3 separate regions of the Sus scrofa genome follow, and all the other regions are linked to region 2. The links are chromatin contacts, called in public HiChIP or PLAC-seq and promoter capture Hi-C maps. All regions are on one chromosome and are shown on one strand. Each heading gives the region's core, a stretch centred on a gene start, on an enhancer-like site or on the middle of the called end of the contact. The rest is flanking DNA. Distances are from core to core; before and after follow the strand shown. Region 1 holds the start of CFI (complement factor I). Region 2 holds the start of SEC24B (protein transport protein Sec24B). Region 3 holds the start of GAR1 (H/ACA ribonucleoprotein complex subunit 1).

What was found. Promoter capture Hi-C pulls out the DNA fragments that hold promoters and counts their contacts. HiChIP or PLAC-seq counts read pairs in DNA pulled down with a chosen protein or histone mark.
Region 1: a promoter capture Hi-C map of liver shows a contact between it and region 2, with 4 times the contacts expected there. The contact joins the promoter of CFI here to the promoter of SEC24B in region 2. A contact is called at or near these places in 2 of 5 promoter capture datasets (fetal liver and liver) and 1 of 47 Hi-C or Micro-C datasets (liver).
Region 3: a contact with region 2 is called in an H3K27ac HiChIP or PLAC-seq map of alveolar macrophages. The contact joins the promoter of GAR1 here to the promoter of SEC24B in region 2. A contact is called at or near these places in 3 of 5 promoter capture datasets (fetal liver, fetal skeletal muscle and liver), 32 of 47 Hi-C or Micro-C datasets (adipocytes, adipose tissue, alveolar macrophages and 19 more) and 2 of 2 datasets of contacts at active chromatin or transcription factors (alveolar macrophages and skeletal muscle).

What each region holds. Positions count from the first base shown.
Region 1 is chr8:112,429,257-112,432,220 of Sscrofa11.1, reverse strand. CFI (complement factor I) reads right to left here and starts at 1,397. Exons shown (of 13, transcript XM_013989347.2): 1 at 1-1,397. LOC102157627 reads right to left here. Exons shown (of 2, transcript XR_001304070.2): 2 at 1,767-2,418.
Region 2 is chr8:112,761,422-112,764,189 of Sscrofa11.1, reverse strand. It overlaps SEC24B (protein transport protein Sec24B), which reads left to right and starts at 1,320. Exons shown (of 23, transcript XM_021101681.1): 1 at 1,320-1,629. The coding sequence starts at 1,503.
Region 3 is chr8:112,412,733-112,415,649 of Sscrofa11.1, reverse strand. It overlaps GAR1 (H/ACA ribonucleoprotein complex subunit 1), which reads left to right and starts at 1,373. Exons shown (of 7, transcript XM_003129252.3): 1 at 1,373-1,661; 2 at 1,981-2,191. The coding sequence starts at 1,993. It overlaps LOC102157627, which reads right to left and starts at 1,335. Exons shown (of 2, transcript XR_001304070.2): 1 at 1,055-1,335.

The DNA of each region.
Region 1 (2,964 bases), core at 148-2,647, 330 kb after region 2:
GGACATTTGTTGATGGCAGCAGCTAAATAAACCTTTGGGGTCTGTACTATTGACCTCCCAGATAGCTTCCATCTCTGCTACCACGACCACTTTATTCTTGTGCCCGCGGTGCAAGTACCAGGGTGGCTGATGACTAAGAATGGCTGATATCAATCGGCCGAGTCATCTTGTTGGTTATTTAGTGACTTTTCTCTAGTGGGCATTAACACCTGATACAAAGGTTTTCACATTTCATCCCTACTCCTATATGTTTCTATCCCAGGCCTTCTTGTTCTTAATCTTTGCATATTTTTCATTCTAGGAAAAAAGATGATGAGGCAATTCCTATTGCCTGTGATTCCATATAGAGTCTAAGCTCAGGCCACTTATTTTTCCACACACAGTGGATGGCCAGGTGTACTGCCTGAAGCTCTGCCTACTGGGAGGACTTTTCTTCGCCATTGACTTCGCCAGAGCGATTCCTAACTGTGGCTGTAATGCAGCTGCTATTTGGGGGCTGCACCTACACACTGAACCAACCAATCTGTGAACCAAACCCAAACTTTTCCCTCCTCCCTTCAGCTGGTCATAGGGTTTCCCCTAGAGCCAGAGGTGTGAGTTGAGGAAGCGACAGGGGTGCAACAGTTTGGCTTCGGGGGAAAGGAGGAAATCTGGGTCACCTGCTCATGTACTTTGCTTGTGCCCTTTGCTCCTGCTTGTATTTGGTTCCAGGTGTAACACTTTCATCTTAGATTTTTGCCGGGCCTGCTCAATCTTGTGCTTCATGGGTCTGCTAGGATTCCAGCTCATAGTGGACATTTCTGCCACATGATGACATAGTGTCAAGTTCAATTATTCCACATTTGCCAGGGTCCAGTAGTGCAGAAGTCGTTTCTCAAAAAGAATATAAAATTCTCTGCTGCAGATGGCATGGCCTCATTCCAGAACTCCAGGGTCCTATATTACAGTTCTCCCACTGGGTCTTCCTCAGCACTGCAATGTTTTTTCTCACCATGGATACTTCCAATACCATAGGCCTCTGGATTAGTGCAGAACTCTTTCCTGCCCTGGTAGCCAGAGCAGTATTCTTCAGTGTGAAATATTTGCTCCCAAATCAAACATTCCCCAAAGGGAGTATTCCCAGAAAGGATAAGTTTTGTGCTTCCTTCTTTGTGAAATGAAGTACAAGACAAAATAATTTGTCCTTTACTCTAGAGAAGATGTCCTGGAAAGTTTCTGAGCACTGTTTTCCTAAAATTTTACTGATGTGCTAGGATTTATTGCCTGCCATGAGGAGCATGAGTGTCTTATCAAGGCATTTGGCCTGCTAGTCACCTTTTGCTTATCTGCTCTGATTAAGATAATGCCATCAATGTAAAAAAAAAAAAAAAAGATGCAATGTTTTACAGGAAGTCCAGATAATACTCAGAGCTCTTCAGACTTTATGGCAGAAGTTGTGAGATAAGTCCTATGAAAAAAACAATAAATGTATACTGTTGTTCAACCCATTTTCTAATATTCTTTTGTTTAAAATGCTTATAGTGATTTCAGTTTTCCTGACCAAACTTGTATTGCTATACTCTATAATATACTAAAAGTAGAATCAAGTTTCTTATCTCTAAGAGAAATTTGATTGAAATAAATATTTCCTTTTCTTTGTTAGGGCTGTGCCTGCAGCATATGGAAGTTCCCAGGCTAGTGGTCAAGTTGGAGATGCAACTGCCAGCTTATGCCACAGCCACAGCAACTCGGGATCCAAGATGCATCTGCAACCTATGCACAGGCTGCGGCAGTGCCAGATCCTTAACCCACTGAGCGAGGCCAGGGATTGAACCCGCATCCTCATGGATACTAGTTGGGTTCGTAACCTGATAAGCCACAATGGGAGCTCCTGAAACAGATATTAAACTTTAGGTAGGGGTTGGAATTTCTAAGCTTAGAAAGAACAGAAGAAAACAAAAGACAGTTATATATCCAAATTATATTAAACATTTTATAACCAAAAAAAGCACTGAAAAAACTGAACTAAGCATACAACTCAGGATACTATTTTAAAAAATAATCAAAATAATAAAAATGATAGAAAAGAGATAATAAAGATAAATAATTGTAAATACATCAGAAAGTAAAAAAGTAGTAGTCTTGATAAATAAAACAATGAGTCATTTACAGAAATCATTTTTAAAAAGAGAGTAAAACAATTTTAAAGAAAAACTATTAAAGTGGACATTTTTAGGGGGCTGGCAACATTATCTTTCATAATATGCTCCCACTTTTCTGTGTGGAATTCTTTTTCTTCTGTTATGAGTTGTTTTGGTGGGACAGTAATTCCAGGCACCTGCTTTCCAAATGGAAGTTGAGAAATCCATATCCAGCCTCCTTCCATGCCCTTTTATAGCCCAGGGTCTAAATCAAAGAGTCTCTCTCTGGTCTTTGAATCTTAAGTGATAAAAGAACAAAAGAAACAGTTGTGAATGGTTTATTGCAGCAGCAGCACATAGGTCAGATTGTTTTGGCTATGAGATAAGCTTCCTTTGATTTCTTTTGGCCTTGATAAGTGTTATTAGTTCTTAAGCTAGTTGCTTAGCCACCTGTCAGTATTACGAGCATCCTATTATCTTCCAAATGAATTTTTTTTTACTAAAGTTAGCCAGAGGTGGGTTGGTGGCTTGTCACTTAGACCCCTTAAGTGATAAAATCATTTGCAATTTATCAATAATCTGAAGATATGGAAGAAAATTTCAAGGAAAATAAAATTTAGAATTGATTCAGAAAGAGAGAAAATTCAAATAAATTAATAGCTAAGAAGAAATGGAAAAGCTAAAAATTTTAAACCTCTAAAATATTTAAGTTTTACCAACTTCTTTGAGAGCATTCTTCTGTTAAACTTTCCAGAACACACAAAAAAAGATAAATGCTTTCCAACTTATTAGCAATACTCTGATATACTTAAGCAAAACTGGATAAGCCTCTGAATAAACCCAT
Region 2 (2,768 bases), core at 71-2,570:
ATTTTCTCTAAAGATTCTAAAAATTTACATTTAAAAACATCATTGGTTTTTAAAACCTACGAATTTAGCTTAAGGTATTTTTCACATGCAGGAACTAGTATATTTTAGCTTCTGGTTATGATAATGTAAACTATTGTTTAAGTTGCTTATCCGTGTATAAAATGAAAAGGAAAAATTAACCAGAATTATGGAAATAAGAGTAAAGACAAATTTTAAAAAGTCCAAATCCAGCTACTGAAATCCTGTTTGTAATTCATTTGGTGTATCGAACACAAAGTATCATTAATTCATGGCCACAACTAAAGTGAAGCTTTGCATTTTTCTCGGGCTATAGGGCATTTTATGCTTGGCATAATCATTCAGTAATTAGCCTTGTCACTCCAGAAATATCTTGCTGGAACCCATTCGGAATTTGCTGTTTTTGAACAATTTCATTTCTAATACAGAATGATTGTGGCACACTCGGGATTCCGAACGATGGCAAAATGACTTGAGTGATGAACTCCAGGGCTTGCTTGCCACTTAGCATGCTGGGACAGACCGGAGATTCAAAGATTTCATCAAGGTAGACAAAGCAAGCTGAATTCCTGCTTCGGATGCTACAGCTCCTCTTTTCAATCCTAACAGGATGAGCCAACCCCTTGCAAAAAATCATGAGGCAGATAAAGTTTGCCCTTCAGTTTCTCTTACTCTAGTACCCCCTTTCCCGGTTTAAGTCAGTGATTTTAAGTAAATTCCTCTTCCTTTGCCCGGGATTGTAATTCCCCACGGACGAGAAGCTGGAATGCCTATTTCCTTTGGAATTTAACCTTAAGGGAGAAAAAGGAAATTAAAAAAAAAAAAAAAGAAAAACCCTCAGGATTAAAATAAGTACAAAGCCAAACCCAGGGTTCCTCTTCCGAGGAATGGTGAGTGGGGTCAGTCCAGCCCGGCGTTGCCCGGGGCTCCGGATGTCACCCCGCAGCTCCCAAACCCCTCTCCCGGCACTGCCCCATCCCGGCCCGCAGCGCTCCAGCCTCCACCCCACGTGAAAGTGGGCCCAGAGCCCCTACTATCCGGATCCATCCCTCTCGCCGGGAGGCCTCAGCAGCTCCGCCGGGCCCGGAGGTTGTAGGGCTGGCCGGCAGGCCGCCGCCCCGGGCCCTGCCTCCGGCCTGGGCGCGCCGGGCTCCGCCTGCAGGGGGCGCTGCGGCGCTCGCCGCCCGCGCTTGCGGTGAGCGACCCGGGGTGGGAGTCCCGCGGTTCCCGGCTCGGGGCGGCGGCAGGGCAGGGCAGGGCAGAGCAGGGCAGGACAGGGCAGGGCCGGGCGGAGCGGACCGGGGTCCCGGCACCCGCGGCGGCGAGCTGAGCTCCGGGGTGGAGCGCGGCACTCCCGCCGCGGTCCCGGGTGACTCCCTCGGTGACGCCGCGCGCGTTCCTTCCTCTTCCTCTCCGGCCCCGCCTTCCTTTCCCTCCGCCCACCTCCCCGAAGCAGAGCCGCGGCCGCCGCCAGTAGCGCCGTCATGTCGGCTCCTGCCGGGTCTCCTCATCCGGCCGCCAGCGCCCGGATCCCTCCCAAGCTTGGCGGAGCCGCCGCCCCAGGAGCCGCCGCGCCCGCGGTCCCGGGCTTGGGGCCGCACCAGCAGAACGGTGAGGCGGGCAGCCGGGGCGGAGCGCGGGGCCTAGTGCCGGCCCGGCAGCCTGCGCGGCCCGACCGGGCGGGGCGGTGGCGGGGCTGGTGGGAAGGGGGGCTGTAAGGGTCGGGGGAGGGGGGCTGCAGGGTTCGGGCGTGGGGGGAGGGGCGCCCCGGCGGGGGTTCAGACCTGGGGAATCGGGGCCCTGGGCTGTTACGGTAGTGTGACCCCAGGCACGAAACCGCCCGGATAAGTAGGGGCCCTAGAAAAGGGGGAGCCCAGATACCCTGTGAAATCCGTGTTATGCAGCTTGGGCGCAGGAGAGTTACCCCCAAGCGACCCCTTCTCCGAGAGACCCGGCCTTGCCGAGGCCGCAGAGTGCGTGGTCCGGAGAAGGCTGGTGTAGCCATGGAGCAGGGTGGTTGGTGCCCTTCTTGTCTCGGGAAGACTGCACCGATTCTGAGGCCCAGCGAGCACGCTGCCTGGAAGGGAACTTAACTTAGTGTTCAAGTTTGTAGACAAAGGGTGTTAATGTGCAACGTAAGTGTAACCGTAACCCTGACCTAGTTTGGCCTCAAGATCTGTCCAATGCTGCTGCGGCGGCTGCTCAAATGTTTGGAGTTTGTCGTGTTTGAAGGAGGCAGGTGTCAAACGGATTTAAACGAATACTTTTAGATCTGGCAGGTTCCCCACTCCACCCCACCCCCAGCTGCACTTTCATAAATCCAAAAAACGTGACAGAGTTGGTCCTGTTTGAGGCAGGGCCTTCCCAACGGCAGCAGCCAGTGCAACGGGAAAGCTGCTTTGGTGCTAAGGTCATGGGCTTTTGGTATGCAGGAGTTTCAGCTGAAAAATGATCAGCTCTAGGATATCCATTCCCTAATCTTGAGATTTGGAATGTTCCTGGATGCGGCCGGGGAGGTGGGGAGGGCTCTCTTTATAGACGATAGTGTTTCAGAGGAGAACTGTGGAAAGTAATTGAATAATGACTGCGTTTGTAAGAGAACAGTCTGCAGATACTCTTCAAATGATGGTTGGACTGACCTATTTTATCCAACCTGTTAATGAAAATTGACTGGACTTTGTAAATCAGGTCAGCCAACATCTTTGTTGATGCTTTTCAAGCTTGCAGTTTGTTCTGAGAACCAGAAGTTG
Region 3 (2,917 bases), core at 124-2,623, 350 kb after region 2:
GAGTTGTTGTAGATTATATTGGGTGATTTAGGGAAGGAATAACAGTGACAAAAGAAGGCCTGTGATGACTGTACAAAGCTAGAAGGAATCAGTAGAAATTGATAGTTTCAGAAAAAAGAGACTTCAAAGCCAAGGTTGGGTGGAATGATGACAACGATGACAGAGGAGTGCTCAAAGGTTTGAGTCCAAAGATTTGGAAACCAAGAGTATGATGCTACCATGAGGACAAACAGGGAATTGGAATGATGAATAATCTGGAAGAGGAAGGAGTGAGCTTGCAATGGCGGTGCAGAAAAGGGATCAAGAACTGTGAGAATCCATGTTTCTAGTTTGTCCCTCTAACGAGATGAGAAAGTTACCTCATTTACATGCAAAATAAAAGGGCACCGTGTATTCTTGAAGGTCCCATAAAAGTTCAATGGTCTCGTCACACTGAGTTGGAGATAAAAGTGGGACACCGGATGGAGATAAAACACTGAACATATGAATAATTCTACATCTGTATGATGTATAGAATTTAAAGTACATTTATCAAATCTGAATAAAAATTCGTCTACCAAACTAGGTGCTTTCTCAAGAAGCTTATACTTCAGTGTGTAAGACAAACTAATTCTATACTTCCATAGTTAAGTTTACTAAGTTCTTCCACAATGTAAATTACCCTCTGAAAATGGTACTGATCCCATTCTTTCAAAAAAGAGGCTGACTGTTAAATATTAAGGTAAGGTCTCAGACGATTCAATGAAAAGAAACCAACGAAATTTAATAAATAGACGCTAGCTTTCTTTGGTAGAGAAATTCTAGCGGAAGGTCAAGTCAGATTTCAAAGGCTTAAAGATAGAAGGGGAGAGGGACTTGTAGTATAGTGTACCGACTGTGGTCAAAACGTATTTGACAAAGTAAAAAACTCTCTAATACAAAAGATATAAATATGGCCTGGCTATATCAGATAACACAGTTTCTTTTAAAATACACACACACACACGCATTTTTTTCTTCCTTTAGTGAAACCACAGTGAACGACGGGTGCAGCACAGCTCACAGTCTTGCGTACTTCAAAAAATCGGAACAAGCGGCACTAAAGAACGCAGGCAAGTCCTTCCACTGGGTTCCGTCGCAGCCAAATCCACCTCCCAGCAAAGCGCGGCTCAGAGCCCTGGACAGCGTAGTTGCTAGAGTCTCAACCAAGTGAGCAACAAGGGGACCGCAACATAGCCAGAGAAACCAGGACACAAGGACAACTGGCTCCCACTGCAAGCCCGCCTCGCCACTGGGAGAGGGGCGGTGCCTGATGCCAACCATCGCCAAGGGCAACCTCGCGGGGCAGAAGTTCCGGCGAGTAACGTCATGCCGCAAAGGACGCCGCTATTTTACGTCACTTCCTCTGCTCCCATTAGGCAAGTGGACCTTGCTGTCGTAAACTAGCGGTTGACGTTAGATATTACTGATACTCGTCCAGAGCTGAAGGCTGTTTCGGACAGGTGACAGCGTCTCTGGTTCTGTTGGAGACTGGCTGGTTTTGCACACCCGTTTTTCGAATTTCTAGTCAGTTTTCCTGCCCCCCTATTTTGTGCCCGTACGGCGGCCGAAGAGGCTCGTGCGCGGCGGAAGTACCGGGCGGGTGGGTGTGCGCGCCCAGCCCTGAGGTGCACGTGGCGCCGGTGAGTGGCGGGTAGTCCGAGAATGCTGGACCCTGAACCCAGCAGAGGGAGGGAGGGGATGTGGCTGAAGAACTTGCTGCTTGCTGGGGGAGGAGGTACTCACCGGGGGCGACGGGGCTGGTGCGTGGTCTGCTGGCGCTCACAGGGCTACGGGGAGGTGACATCCTTTCGGCTGGTCACGGGCTGCCCAGCCGTGGCTGAGGTGGCGGGTTGCTTATTATTGTTGTTTCTCTATAGCTTCTGACCGAAGCCTAGAGGGGTTAGTTGGTGTACCCAGAGGCCATAGCAACCGAAAAGCATGCACTGTTTTTCTCTCTAGGTAGGAGCAAGCATGTCTTTTCGAGGCGGGGGTCGTGGAGGCTTTAATCGAGGTGGCGGCTTCGGTCGCGGCGGCAGCGGCAACAACCACTTCCGAGGTGGAGGCGGCGGTAATTTCAGAGGCGGCGGCGGCAGAGGAGGATTTGGACGTGGGGGCGGCCGCGGAGGCTTTAACAAAGGCCAAGACCAAGGACCTCCGGAACAAGTCGTGTGTATGTCGGCTTCTGAGTTTGGGCTGCTTGGGAGCGGAGGGGGAGGGGGGGCAGAGTTTGTGGATTTGTGTTATTAGGAAGTTTGACAAGGAGTTGGGTGCTGAAAGATAGATCTAGCAGCTCGCTCTTGTCATACCGAGGCTGCTGCTTGGTTGAGGAGTCAAGTCTATGGCAAGGCTGTAAACTGACTTAAATTGACTTTCCTTCAGAAAGCTGAAGGAAACACAGACCGCATCGTGGAGTTGGAACTTGAGCTTGGGCGGAAAGGGAGACATTTACTTTTTAGGGCAGCACCTGTAGCATATGGAAGTTCCCAGGCCAGGGATCTAATCAAAGCTGCAGCTGCCAGCCTACACTGTGTTGTCTGAGCCATGTCTGCGACCTACACCACAGCTTGTGGCAACTTTGGATCCTTGACCCACTGAGCGAGGCCAGGGATGGAACCCGCATCCTCATGGATACTAGTCAGGATCTAACCCTCTAAGCCACAACGGGAAGTCCTGAAAGGGAGATATTAAGTAGGTAATATTGTGTGCTTACTCTTGCTGTTCTCATTTTATAGATAAGAAATCTGTGATTTAGAATTAAGTTTCTTTGCTAAGGTCATAGTGACAAGTGATCAGTAAGTGATATATTTAAAATACATAACTACGTTTTCTGACTGCAAAGCCCATGCTTCCAATTGCAATAAGTAAGAGAAGTGAGGAAAATATTTTGCTTGGAAGG